2 separate regions of the Mus musculus genome follow, and region 1 is linked to region 2. The links are chromatin contacts, called in public HiChIP or PLAC-seq maps. All regions are on one chromosome and are shown on one strand. Each heading gives the region's core, a stretch centred on a gene start, on an enhancer-like site or on the middle of the called end of the contact. The rest is flanking DNA. Distances are from core to core; before and after follow the strand shown.

Evidence for each region. HiChIP or PLAC-seq counts read pairs in DNA pulled down with a chosen protein or histone mark.
Region 1: an H3K4me3 HiChIP or PLAC-seq map of embryonic midbrain shows a contact between it and region 2, with 2.6 times the contacts expected there. The contact joins two enhancer-like sites. A contact is called at or near these places in 3 of 39 promoter capture datasets (the C10 cell line, the HPC-7 cell line and embryonic stem cells), 25 of 115 datasets of contacts at active chromatin or transcription factors (the NIH/3T3 cell line, SST interneurons, acute myeloid leukemia and 18 more) and 3 of 9 other capture datasets (adipose tissue, liver and pancreatic islet).

The regions. Positions count from the first base shown.
Region 1 is chr1:135,151,294-135,157,385 of GRCm38.p6, forward strand. It overlaps Arl8a (ADP-ribosylation factor-like 8A), which reads left to right. Exons shown (of 7, transcript NM_026823.2): 2 at 1,178-1,258; 3 at 1,500-1,573; 4 at 2,883-2,976; 5 at 3,115-3,182; 6 at 3,420-3,490; 7 at 3,929-4,975. The coding sequence ends at 3,978. Among named protein-coding and RNA genes, the nearest start is that of Arl8a, 7.5 kb to the left of the region's middle. Within about 2 kb of position 3,303, at least 114 of the 459 cell types and tissues checked have an H3K27ac peak or open chromatin away from gene starts, as enhancers often do. A contact at or near this core is called in SST interneurons, forebrain and pancreatic islet, where this site is marked.
Region 2 is chr1:134,985,173-134,991,005 of GRCm38.p6, forward strand. It overlaps Lgr6 (leucine-rich repeat-containing G protein-coupled receptor 6), which reads right to left. Exons shown (of 18, transcript NM_001033409.3): 17 at 5,433-5,513; 18 at 1,181-3,019. The coding sequence ends at 1,764. Among named protein-coding and RNA genes, the nearest start is that of Ube2t, 26 kb to the left of the region's middle. Within about 2 kb of position 2,594, at least 128 of the 459 cell types and tissues checked have an H3K27ac peak or open chromatin away from gene starts, as enhancers often do. A contact at or near this core is called in SST interneurons, forebrain and pancreatic islet, where this site is marked.

The DNA of each region.
Region 1 (6,092 bases), core at 2,053-4,552, 170 kb after region 2:
TGGGCCTTCAGAGGCAGGGGAGTGGCTCGCTCATCTGGTACACCTGGAGCACGTCACTGAGGCTTCCAGGCACTGACTGAGAACTGATCATCTCCTGCTCTTTGTCTAGTGGTCAGAGCCCCTGGTCTCTGTATGGGACTCAAGCAAAGTAGTCTACTACCTGGTAGGAGACAAAAAGCTGTGGTACAGGCACACGATCATCACCCTCAGCTTCCAGGTACATCAACCCTCTCCTGTGTGGCCTCCATCTGTCTCTCCTGCTCCCACCTGTGACCGTGACGGGAAGGTGACCTGGGAGGAGTTAGGGCTGGCCTTATTTGAAGCCTGTGTCTACTTTAGATTAACCCAGAGATTTCAAACACAATGAATGCAGGGAGAGAAAAATACCAGACATTGAAAGGAATTATGGGAGCTGGAATTATTCTCAGCTCATTCTGTAAACATTAACACTGTTACTCTAGACCTGGCTCCTCTCCCCCAGAAAGCTCTCAGCCCAGAGAGGAGACACACATGTAGGTAAATAATAGGCTGTGGATTATCCATGGTAGAGGATAACAGATGAATACTAATATGTGTTGCATTTTGTGGGTGGTGAATTTAGTCCCAACCCACCTATTCAGACATAGTCTATTTATGTAGCCAAGGCTGTCCTAGATCTCCCTATGTAGACCAGGATGGCCTCACAGAGATCCACCTGCCTCTGCCTCCCAAGTGCTGGGATTAAGGGTGTGCGCCACCACTGCCCGGCTCCTCATTTTTAAAAAACATTTTACTACTACTTTGATAATCTCTGCTTTCCTGGCCATGTCTCTTGTGGTGAGCCTCTTTTCCTGAGAAGTAATGTATTCTAACTCAACTGGAGACTAAGTAAAGGGGCTTCTTTTAACAAGAACTGTAGGTTAGACCTTGGGAATAGCTTTCTCCCTGTCTAGACTGAGAGACCCTGAGATTACCTAAGGGCTAGCTAGTGACCTCTTCCCCATAGACCTCCAGATGTGGACGGCATGTAAGTTGATGACATCCATGCTCCCTGAAAGCAGAAGACATTCAAGAGGAAATCTGAGGTCACCTAAAAGTCGCCCTGCAACCTCTTGCTCTGGACCCACCAGGGAGGGCCATCACATCTGGGTCCTGACAATGTTTGCATCTTTTCCAATCCTGGCTCTCTTCTCTCTAGTCAGGACAGTTCAATGAGGACATGATCCCCACTGTGGGTTTCAACATGCGAAAAATCACCAAAGGGAATGTGACCATCAAGGTGAGGGAGGGCGACAGCGGCACCTGGGAAGTGCCAGCCAGGGGAGGGGAGGGTGGCAACCGGCTGGGCTGCTGGAGGACTGGGGAAAGGGAGCTGAAGATAGGCACTGTAGACGTAGGAGGGGGAAGGAGCTGTGACCTTAGGGTGGGGGGAGACTGCAGAAGGGAAGCTAAGAACCCAATGGCTTTCAGTTGTCTGCCTGCTCCTGAGGCCACCTTCTCCCTATCCTCTTCTCTCTCAGCTCTGGGACATTGGGGGGCAGCCCCGTTTCCGAAGCATGTGGGAACGCTACTGCAGAGGAGTGAGCGCCATTGTGTAAGTAGGGTCTCCCCACCCTCCCGCCTGCAAGCCATCAGGCCTGATGCAGAACCACACACATGGTCCCTGTTAATGCCTGCTGCCTGGACGTGGCCTGCTTTTATTATTTTGCATACTGTTTATTTGAATATATATATATTTTTAAAAAAGAATTTATATTTTTTTAAAAAAGAAAATTGTAATATATATACAGATCTGATCAGCCAGCCTACAGTGTCTCTCCCAATCCAAATCACCATGTCTTGAATTTTGGGTAGTTTAAGTGACTCCTTCCTTTGCCTGTTAATTTTATCCAGACAAGGGATGTAACTTGGTCTGAAAGCTCTAGCATATATAAGGCTCTGGGTTCAACTCCAGTCTCACACACACTCTGGATTCAACTCCAGCCCCCCTCCCCCCACCTCACATACACACACAAATAAAAAAAAGTATGCCCAGTTTAGTTTTCTTAATAGAATAAACAGTGTTTTGTCTTTTTGTTTTTTGAGACAGGATCTAACTATGTAGACCCGTCTGGCCTGGATCTCACTATATAGAAAGACCATGCTGCCCTCTAACTCATAGACTTCCCCCTCTCACGTGCTAGGATTAAATGCATGCATACCATTCCCAGTTTAAACTTTTTTTTTTTTTTGGTATATTTTGTTTTGTTTTGTTTTTCAGACAGGGTTCTTCTGTGTGGTCTTGGCTGTCTTGGAACTCGCTCTGTAGACCAGGCTGGCCTTGAACTCACAAGAGATCTACCTGTCTCTGCCTCCTGATCAGCTTAAACCTGAGTTTTTATACAAGCATTGTAGCCAGGTGGTGGTAGCTGGCACATGCCTTTAATCCCAGCACGCAGGTGGCAGAGGTAGGCTGATCTCTTGAGTTGGTGGCTAGCCTGATCTACATAGTTCCAGGACAGCCAGGGCTACACAGAGAAAAAAAACCCTGTCTCAAAAAAAAAAAAAAGAAAAGAAAAGAAAAAAGGAAGGAAGGAAAGAAAGAAAGAAAAAGAAAATAGCATTGTACCCTGTCCCTTGGTAGGGAGGCCTTTCCTTTTCTACTCTGGTCCTATCTAGGCTTTCCATGAAAATGTAAATGGGTCACTTTGGGCCCGACTCACAGCTAATCCTACAGGCTCCAGTTCCACAGAGGACTGAGCCTGCAGTGCTTCACACCTATGTTTGGGAAAGTGTTCTCTGAGTCAGACCAGGGTAGTCCATTTCTCCAGAGGCGACCAGGCTGGAACTGGAGGCCTTCTTCCCCTCAGCAGCTCCTCTTCCTGTGTGCCTCAACCCACGGTATCCCTCACTGCCTTCCCCAGGTATATGGTGGATGCTGCGGATCAGGAGAAGATCGAGGCCTCCAAGAATGAGCTCCACAACCTGCTAGACAAGCCACAGCTACAAGGCATCCCGGTCAGCTGGAGATGGAGCGGGTGGGAGAGGGAGCTGATCAGAAATCACGGGGCGGGGGCGGGGGAGGGGGGGAGCGCCGTACAGCCGAGGTACCCAGGTATCCTTGCTCTAACTCTCCCCGGCTTGCTTCCTGTATAGGTCTTAGTCCTTGGTAACAAGCGAGACCTCGCCGGAGCGCTAGATGAGAAGGAGCTAATCGAGAAAATGTGAGCTGAGTGGCCTTTCTTTGTGTGCTTCAGCTCCCCCAAATTCCCCAGCTGCCGAAGGCTTCTGGGCTGGGCTTGTTGCTGTTCTTGGTGTTTACCACATGGTGGCAGCAGAACGTATCTTTCCCAGAAGCCTCGCCCTCCTCTTGTAGACCTTTTACTGAGAAAAACACCCTGCCCTTCCCTGGTCCCTTAACTGCTCCAGCATCCGCTGACTCCTCTCTGGTCTTCCCGCAGGAACCTGTCTGCTATCCAGGACCGAGAGATCTGCTGCTACTCCATATCCTGCAAAGAGAAGGACAACATAGGTGCGTGGCTTGGGGAAGTTGCTGGCACTCTGCCAGGAGTGGCTGGGCTGAAGGGAAAGATACTTCTGATGCGGTATCTGGGAAGTCCATACCGAGCCACTTTGTCCTTGGGTGCAGCAGGCAGCTAGGAGGCCCCAGTTCTGGGTGTTACCCTAGCCCTGCCCCCTCTTCCACTTCTGAGATTGGTTAGAGCAGGTATTCCAGTCCCTTCTTTGCTAGCTGTGGCTTTGTGTCTTTTATATCACTAGCTTGGAGCTTTTGGTGCGGGGGGTGGGGGTGGGGGGGGGTGGAGCTGGGGGTGGGGGGTGGGGGGGGGTGGGGTCACAGCTCTAAGCTTGATCCAGGCTGCCATTGCAGGAACCTGGCTTAACTGTTCATACCTCCCAGGCCCTTCTCACACAGGGAGGCCTTACAACTTTCTCTCTTGTCTCCCCTCAGACATCACCCTACAGTGGCTTATTCAACACTCAAAGTCACGGAGAAGCTGAGACTGTGGCTCTTCTTCTGACTAGGGACCACAGTCACCTAACCTGAAGCCGAGCTCCCCGCCCACCCTGTTGTCTCTCCCTAAGCCCACTCCTCCTCACCCAGTGTGGGGAGGGCCCTCTGGGGCTCCTAGAGCCCTATTCTGCTGAGGTTTCAACTCCTGTTTTTATTGTAAAATAATTGCCCTCTCCCCAAGTCTGGTCCCCTAACCTCTCTCCCTTGCTCTCTTTTTCCCTTCAGCTACCCCACTCCCCTCCCTGTCAACAGCCCTGGCCCCGCAAGCCCTCTCCTCACTCTCTGCCCCACCCTCCTCTTCCCCTTTCAACACTCTGTTATTGTCCTGTGTGTACAGTATATATATGTATATATATTTTAATTTTTTAATTTAAGCAAAGACTAAGATCAACCATTTGATGCTGCAGGGGCCAATCGGGACCTGGGAGGGGCAAACTGGAAAGGCAGAGAGAGATGCAGGGTCGATGTGGGGCAAGTTCATATGCAGAAGAGGGGAGACTGCCACATAGGGCAGTGGTTGTCCCCATGTCCTGTAAAGTATCTCTGTCTCCCAGTGGAGGACCTGAATTTGAAGGCCAGCAGGAGCCTCCTTTTCTGTCCCCAGCCTTGATAGGGCCACCAGGTACAACCAGGTCTAAGAGGGAGGACCAGGGTCCATGTCGTCCCAGCAACCCCCACTGTCACTGTTCCTGGCCCCAGGTCCTGCCCCTACCCAGGGTCCCCACCTCCACGGCCCATCTCATTTTCTGTTCTCATTTCACAGAGTTGTACAAGGAGAGAACTCAGCATGGGAGGGTTGGTTCTTTGGTTTTGTTTGTTTGTTTGTTTGTTTGTTTAATTTAATAATTTGTAAAGTGATGTTCCTCTTCCTTTTTACAGTTTTCAGCTCATATTTAACCTCTGTTTGGAAAACGATCCTTGTAACTGTACATTTTTTTTTTTGCCTCCTAATAATGACAACAATAAATTACCAATTTTGTGTTGGGGGGTGTGTATGGTGCTGGTTGTTTCCCACAGATATCACCGACCAGCGGACCCACAGGGGCATGAGCACCACTACACATCATACACAGGGATGACCACAGGGTGCCACACCTACAGGGAACACATACTCACGCTCTCTGGAAACACAGTGGCCTATCACGTGTGCTCACACTGGGACAGCAGCCCACACGTGTTTCTGGGCCCTGCTTGTTGTCTGCTTCTCACTCCTGTACGCTGACAGCTGCCAAGTGGCACTAAGCAGGTCTGTTAGAGGAGCTGCCCAGACCTGGGCCTTTCATGTGGCATTCAAACTGAATTGCTCTCCATCATAAACACTTAAGCTCATGGCCCCCTCTCAGTCTACACCTGCTTGTTCCCATATAGCCAGAGTGGAGCCAGAACAGAACTCTGCATCCTCTCATCACACTCAGTGCCCACCAAGAAGAAATCAAATGTCCTCAGGGGTATACTGGGCCTGCAGAGTCTTCCTTTGTCATCCTTGCTGTCCATGCTATTGGTCTCTTGGAAAGGACCCAACCAGGGCTGGAGAGATGGCTCAGCCGTTAAAGGCTAGGCTCACAACCAAAAATCTAAGAAAAGGACCCAACCATTTGTTAACTCGATGGATAGAATTCCTACCCTGCCTGTCTAGCTGGAGCTCACAGCCTCAGTTCTTGTGGGCCCTCCTTGATCCAATGTGAATCCAACCACAGCTAGTTTTATACTGACCCTCGATCTCTTGGGTCCCCCTCCCCCACTCCCTGTTCTGCCTCCCCTTTGCCTGGAAATAGAGACTGGAATGTTCCGTGTAGAATAAGCAATCTCTTCACCCTGCATCTGCAGTAAGAAACAGCCACATCTGTCCTTGGTTTGTGAGAGGATTTGGGTGAGGCCACTACTCAGCCGTGAATATATCCAGCCTGGAAGAGGATCTCTTATTGCTGGGGGGATTTGAAGACAGGGTCTGGAGATTTAGCTCATTGACAGAGCGCTGATGGAGCATACAATAGACCAGGCCCTGGCTTCCATTGACTGCATGGGGGAAAAAGATTTGAGGAAAAACTGGATGGTGTTTGCTGCTTCTCAGGAGCTTTCCAACCCCTTACAAGGATAAGAT
Region 2 (5,833 bases), core at 1,344-3,843:
GAATGCCCTTCCTGAAACTGGCCCCATGAGAAGACCCTAAGGAATAATAAAGTCATCCTTTTCTGCTTCTGAGCCTTCTAGAGTCTAGGGGCTACTCAGTGAATCACAGGAGGTTTGGAAATGTTCTGAGCTCCATGCATGGCCTCTGACTCATCTCTCCACCTCACTTGTTGACCTATGGCAGAATTTTCACTGGGCACTCAGGAGACCGCAGAGAAGCTAAGCTATGGAAAGTTAACTATTAAACTTAGAGAAGGGCCTTCTCAGCTTGTTTTAAAGGTGGAGTTTTTGGAAAGAGGACTTGGCTAGGGATCACAACAGGATTCAGGCAGAGAATGGTGCTCCACTGGGCTTCAGGATCCAAACTTGGTCCTTTCTAGGTAAATGGTGTTGGGGGCAATCCCAGGAGCAATTATCGTCTATTGCTGAGTCTTGGCTTCTCCCCACTTGTTACCTCCTCTCTCTGAGATTGAATTCCCGTGTTTGGAGTGAGGCGGAGGCACTGCATAGAACCTCAACTGCACTTGGGGAAGCAGAGGGTAAGAAAGATCAAGAGGAGAGAGGCAGAAGAATCAAAGGCCTGTTGGGGGCATCCAGGAGTCCCAGATAGCCACAGCACTCCCTAAAATGCAATATTCACAATACAAATATCCCTTCTCTTGGGTTTTCCATCCCTACCAGTAACAGGATTGGGATGAGAAGAGAGGTCCAGGCCATAGTGAGATGCATACAATGTAAAACCATACAAAGTTAGCATAGAGTTCGGGGAAGCCCAGAGAACCACAGACTTCTCAGTGTATATCTTACCAGGACCTGAGAATCCTGTCTTGCTGAGGGCAGAAATTTCATTACTGCTTGGGGTCGGTGTGGTGTGGGAACACATCAAGGTCTCTTTCCCCCCGCCCCACCTTGGAGATGGGGCAGGCTCCTCCAGGTGTCTGTTCCAGTAGGATAAGTGAGGTGGGGAGGGGAGCAGAATGCAAAATCTGTCCTGGATGACGGATCATCAGTCACCTCTGGCACTTCACCCCAGGTTGGCTTCATAGGGGCTTTGAAAGAGGGTGGCATCTTATGATGTCATAGGGTAGTACTCCATGGTATGAAGATGATTCCCCGGGAGAAAAACCATAAAGTTCTATGAGAGATTTGTAAGTGTTTCATGAAAAGCAAATATATAGGTATCATCAAATAATTAAGTTTAATTGCTGTAGTAATTAAGCCAAAAAGTCCTAATTCTCAGGACCTTTTAGACACTAACATGACCCCATGACTCTAAGAAAGGGACATAATATGCAATGTCTTCCAAAGTGTATTTTAACAGGAAGCACTTTGGCACAGCATAGGTCAAGATTAATGGAACACAAAACACATTTTATATTCTATATGTCACAGGGGAGACTCTCCAATGTCTTTGGTAGTTGTCTTCCAGTGTCATGCTCTGTGAGACCTCCCCATCACTCTGCACTTACTGATCATGGCTCTGTCAGGGCCCCATAACCTTCACTGTCTTTTGCTTTTCTCCTTTCTCCTATGCAAATTTCCCAGGCCTCTGTCAGAAGTATTGGATTGGACAGAGAAGGCCCAGGGTGAAAGTGAAGCTGAAGGCCAAGACAAAGCAAGACTTGGAAGCACTCATTGGTTAGGGGTCGTGGAGAGAGAACAATGGAGTCAGAGGTGTTGGCCATCTTGCTATGGAGTTGGAGTTGTCTTTCTTTTATAAGCAGCCATCATTGGACGGGAAGAGGACAAACAGAGAGGGATATTTACAAGTGAGAGGCAAAGAGAGAGCCAGAGGGCCAGAGGGCTCCACCCACGGAAGAGCCACAGCCTGCCAAAGTGGCTCCCTCTGCCTTCAGCAGCAGTTCTCCCTTCATGGGAGGTTGTGGGTTCCCAAACTTGGTTCCATCAGACTCTACAAAATGGTTTCCCTCCAGCCTGGTAGCCCCCGGCTGATGTCGGGAGATGAGGGTCACTGAAGGGAAGCCATAGGTCTCTAGCCCAGGAGGCTGCCCAGCCTCAGAAGCTTCCAGAATAAGATCCACATCTGAGAAAGCCACCAGCGCTTGGGTGGAGTCGCAGGAGCTCTTCTCCAGCTCACCGGCTGCAGCGTAGGCTAGGGGCCCTGGGGACCGAGGGCTTGGCCAGAGCCGCCGAAGGTCATCCCGGAAGTGAGGGTTGAAGAGCAGGTAGAGCAGTGGGTTGAGGCAGGCAGGCAGAGGCAGCACCACCAGAAGGACTGACTTGACAGCCTCGGGGGTGACAGGGAAGAGGCCCAGCATAGAGGCAAAGCTGAGGAAGGCCACGGGGCAGTAGAGGAGGCCATCTGCAAAGATGAGCCAGGCCACGTGGCGCACCATGGCGCAGTCCCACACGGCCTCAAAGTCACCCCGTGGCAGGTCACAGTAGAGCTTGATGTAGGCGCCGGCCACCACCAGGAAGCAGAGCGAGTTCATCATCACCAGGGCTACAGCGAAGCCCAGGGCAGCCGGCCGGCCCTCGGGTGGGGCGTAGGGCAGGCAGAGTGGGGAGGCGCCATACTCTCCCACCGAGGCCAGCGGCAGTGCTGCGGCCAGCCCGGCCAGCGCCAGGCATCCCAGTGCGCCTGCGCGGACGCTGCCAGGCGACGGCGCCTTCCCGTAGGCTCGGACGCAGGTCACGGAGATGCTGCACTGCACGGCCGCCAGTGTGAGCAGCAGCACCGACGCCTCTGAACCCAGGACAGCCAGGAAGCCCGTAGCCTGGCAGCCCAGACCGCTCTCCCAGCGGGCTCCATACTCAGCGAACTGACCATAGGTCAAGGCGTCCACCGAGGCCAGGAGACCACAGGAAATGCCCGACAGGGCGTTGGCGCCTGCCATCGCACCCACCACAAGCTTGACGGGGGACAGCGGGCTGGGTCCGCTGGCAAAGACTGTCAGCAGCACCAGCCCGTTACAGAGTACGGAGAGTAACACGATGGCCCACACAGCAAGGCGGATGCCCCAGCTCTCAAAGAGGTGCTCGCAGGGCTTGAAGGGGCCTGTGTGAGAGAGGAGCAGAGATAGATGTAAGCCCAGAGCCAGAGCTGCCAGAACCCAGCTCACTGGTAAAGCCATGATCAGACAACTCCTAACTCAAAGGAGACCAACAGGAGAGAATTTCTGTCTCAGAAATAGAGACTTGAAAACTCGAAAAAACAAAAACAAAACAAAAACCTCCCGAAAGGAAAAAAAAAAAAAAAAAACCTCCCGAAAATGGGGTGGGAGAACTAAGAGGAAGCTGGGAAGAAAAATACACAGAAATAGATGCGTGATGCAGTGCAAACCCAGACCCGAGGAAATGCTAAGAAATTTAGTCTTCCTAAAGGAACACGATTTGGAGAGATAGAAGGAACAAACTGTCCGACAGAAGCGAAGAGACGTTCAGGCGAGAGCAAAGGCAGAGTGAGGCGCTGTCCAGAGTCAACTACTTTATGGTGGTGACTCTGCCCAAGCCATCATTGACATTTCCACGGTTGGTCGAGAAGTCCTGAGTAGACTTATTAGGCTGGTTCTCCCTTGCTTTGAGTACACTTCATGTTTATCGTGCAATCAGTATTTGGAAGACAAAGGGCATAATCGAAATATAGAAAACTTTGCCAAGTATAGCAGTTCCCATCTATAATCTCAACACTTAGGGAGCTGAGGCAGGAGGGGATGTGTGTGAGGCTAGCCTGAGATGATAGTGAGACCCTAACTAAAAACAAAGAAAAAATACTTTGAACTTCTCAAATTTTCCAACTGGACCCCAGAGTAGATTGGTCAGATCCTGGCGTCTTTCCATCTCTTTCCCCAATGCTATTCTTAAGTCACCTTGTAACTTTTGGGCATAGTATTTCTTCATTTCCTTTGGCTCTAGACTTGTTTTTCAATGTATTGCTAGGTGGCTGGGGAATTTAACAGATTTCTGTGGGAGCTATTTTAGAAAACATTTTTCTGATTATGAAATAATAGGTGGAAATTTGAAAATATAGCATGGCAAAATTTAAACTGTATGGCCTCACCTCTCAAATAGAACTCCTTATTTTGGCATATTTCCTTTTAGGTTTTATATATATATTTAAAATAAGTTGGGATTTTATTCTCCTTAAATTAAGCTTTGCATGCTCCCTTACAATCTCAAAAAACAAAACAAAACAAAACAAAAAAAGACCCCACATATTTTTAATGGCTGTATAACTATTCCGCATCAATTTATCTGACAATTTGTGTGAGCTATTTTAAAAGCAAGTTCAAGTTGGACCTTGTTTTCCAGAACTTTCTCTTTCACCTCATCCTTGTTTGTTGCTGATTTTCAGACATGAAATTCTCGAGGCAGAGCCACTGAAGCACCGGTTTCCTAGCAAAATACACGTCTGCTTCTTTCCCTCATCCACCACTAGAGGGTGCACTTTGCCGCTAAGCGCTAAAAGCTTGTCAGAAGCAAGGTCAAGGCTGAAAGCTTTCTGGGCAAAGAAAGGTTTTAAGCCAAAGAAATCTGGAAATCTGGAAAACGAAGGTGGGATGAAATAAAAACAGCTAACTGTTTGTAATTTTGTGTTTATTTTGAACATCTCTTGGCCCACACAGCACTGTGCTGTCTTCTGGCATGGCCTGCTGGTGTTTTAATGTTTTGGTTTGGCTTTTTTGAGACAGGTCCCCACTATGTAGCTCTGGATGTCCTGGAACTCGAGACGTAGACCAGGCTGGCCTCAAACTTAGAGATCTGTGTGCCTCTGTGTCCTGAGTACTGGGATTAAAGGCACACACTACCATTCCTGGCTCCGTTCACATTTTATACACAGGGAAGGGACTCTACTCACTTAAAATCGAACAAATGAAAAACTTAGGTTGTTTGGCATCAAGAAAAAAGAGCCCCTCCCCTTTCTTTCCAGCAACCTGGCTCTCATGGCCCCAGGTTAGACTCCAGAGGAGGCTTTCCTGGCTCTAAGGAAGTACTTTAGGAATTATCCAAAATTGTTCCACTCTAGAAGACGTTAGTAAAGAGATTTCACTCTTCTCGGGATAGAGCAGGTGATCTTTCAGAGCTTCTCCTGGCCCTATGAGTCTGTGGTATGTGTGTGTGTTTGAGGGCATGCTCAAAAAGTAGCCCCAGCAATGACATCAAGACATCCCTCACTTCTCTTCTTCTCTCTCCCATGAGAACAACTTACTCCTAGATGCATAACCTTTGATTTGGCTGAATTGGGAAGGCTGCTTGACCTTTCCCAACCCTGCTGCTTCCCCTGTATAGACACCAAGAGAAAAAAATTCCAACCCCTCCTGACAGGGATTATACCCCACCTCACCCCCGCAGGTTGAGCTTTGGGCAAAGAAAATATCTGCAACATAGACTGTAGACACGCTAAAGTGGTTTCTCACCCAGGCAATCGGGTGTCTGCTCCCCAGCCCCCCAGCCCTCCAGCTCCATCTCACCTGGAACAGGGCTGCACTGGACACTGGGGTGTGGCTTTGAGTCCTCTGTCCCCATCTGGAGCTCATCCAGGTCTAGGTCATCTAAGAAGGGAAGACAGAATATGTCTAGAGTTCTGGGTGTCTGTGTCTGCCATTAAAGCTCCACTTTTAACTGACAAAAGTTAATGTCTTTTATTTAAGCTGCTATCTCTCTATCTAACTGTTCAACACTGCTTATTCAACAGCCCTGCTATTTCTACTCTTGGGTGCCAGCATTTGGACAGCTACATGTTCTCCACTTGCGGGTATTGTATACATCTAGTTCTCTGCAAGGGACATTTCACTCTCCGCTATTCTGCATTTCCTTGTGCCTAGTCATCTTTAGCCCATGAGTGCTACACAGAGTGTGGCTCGTGGCTGAT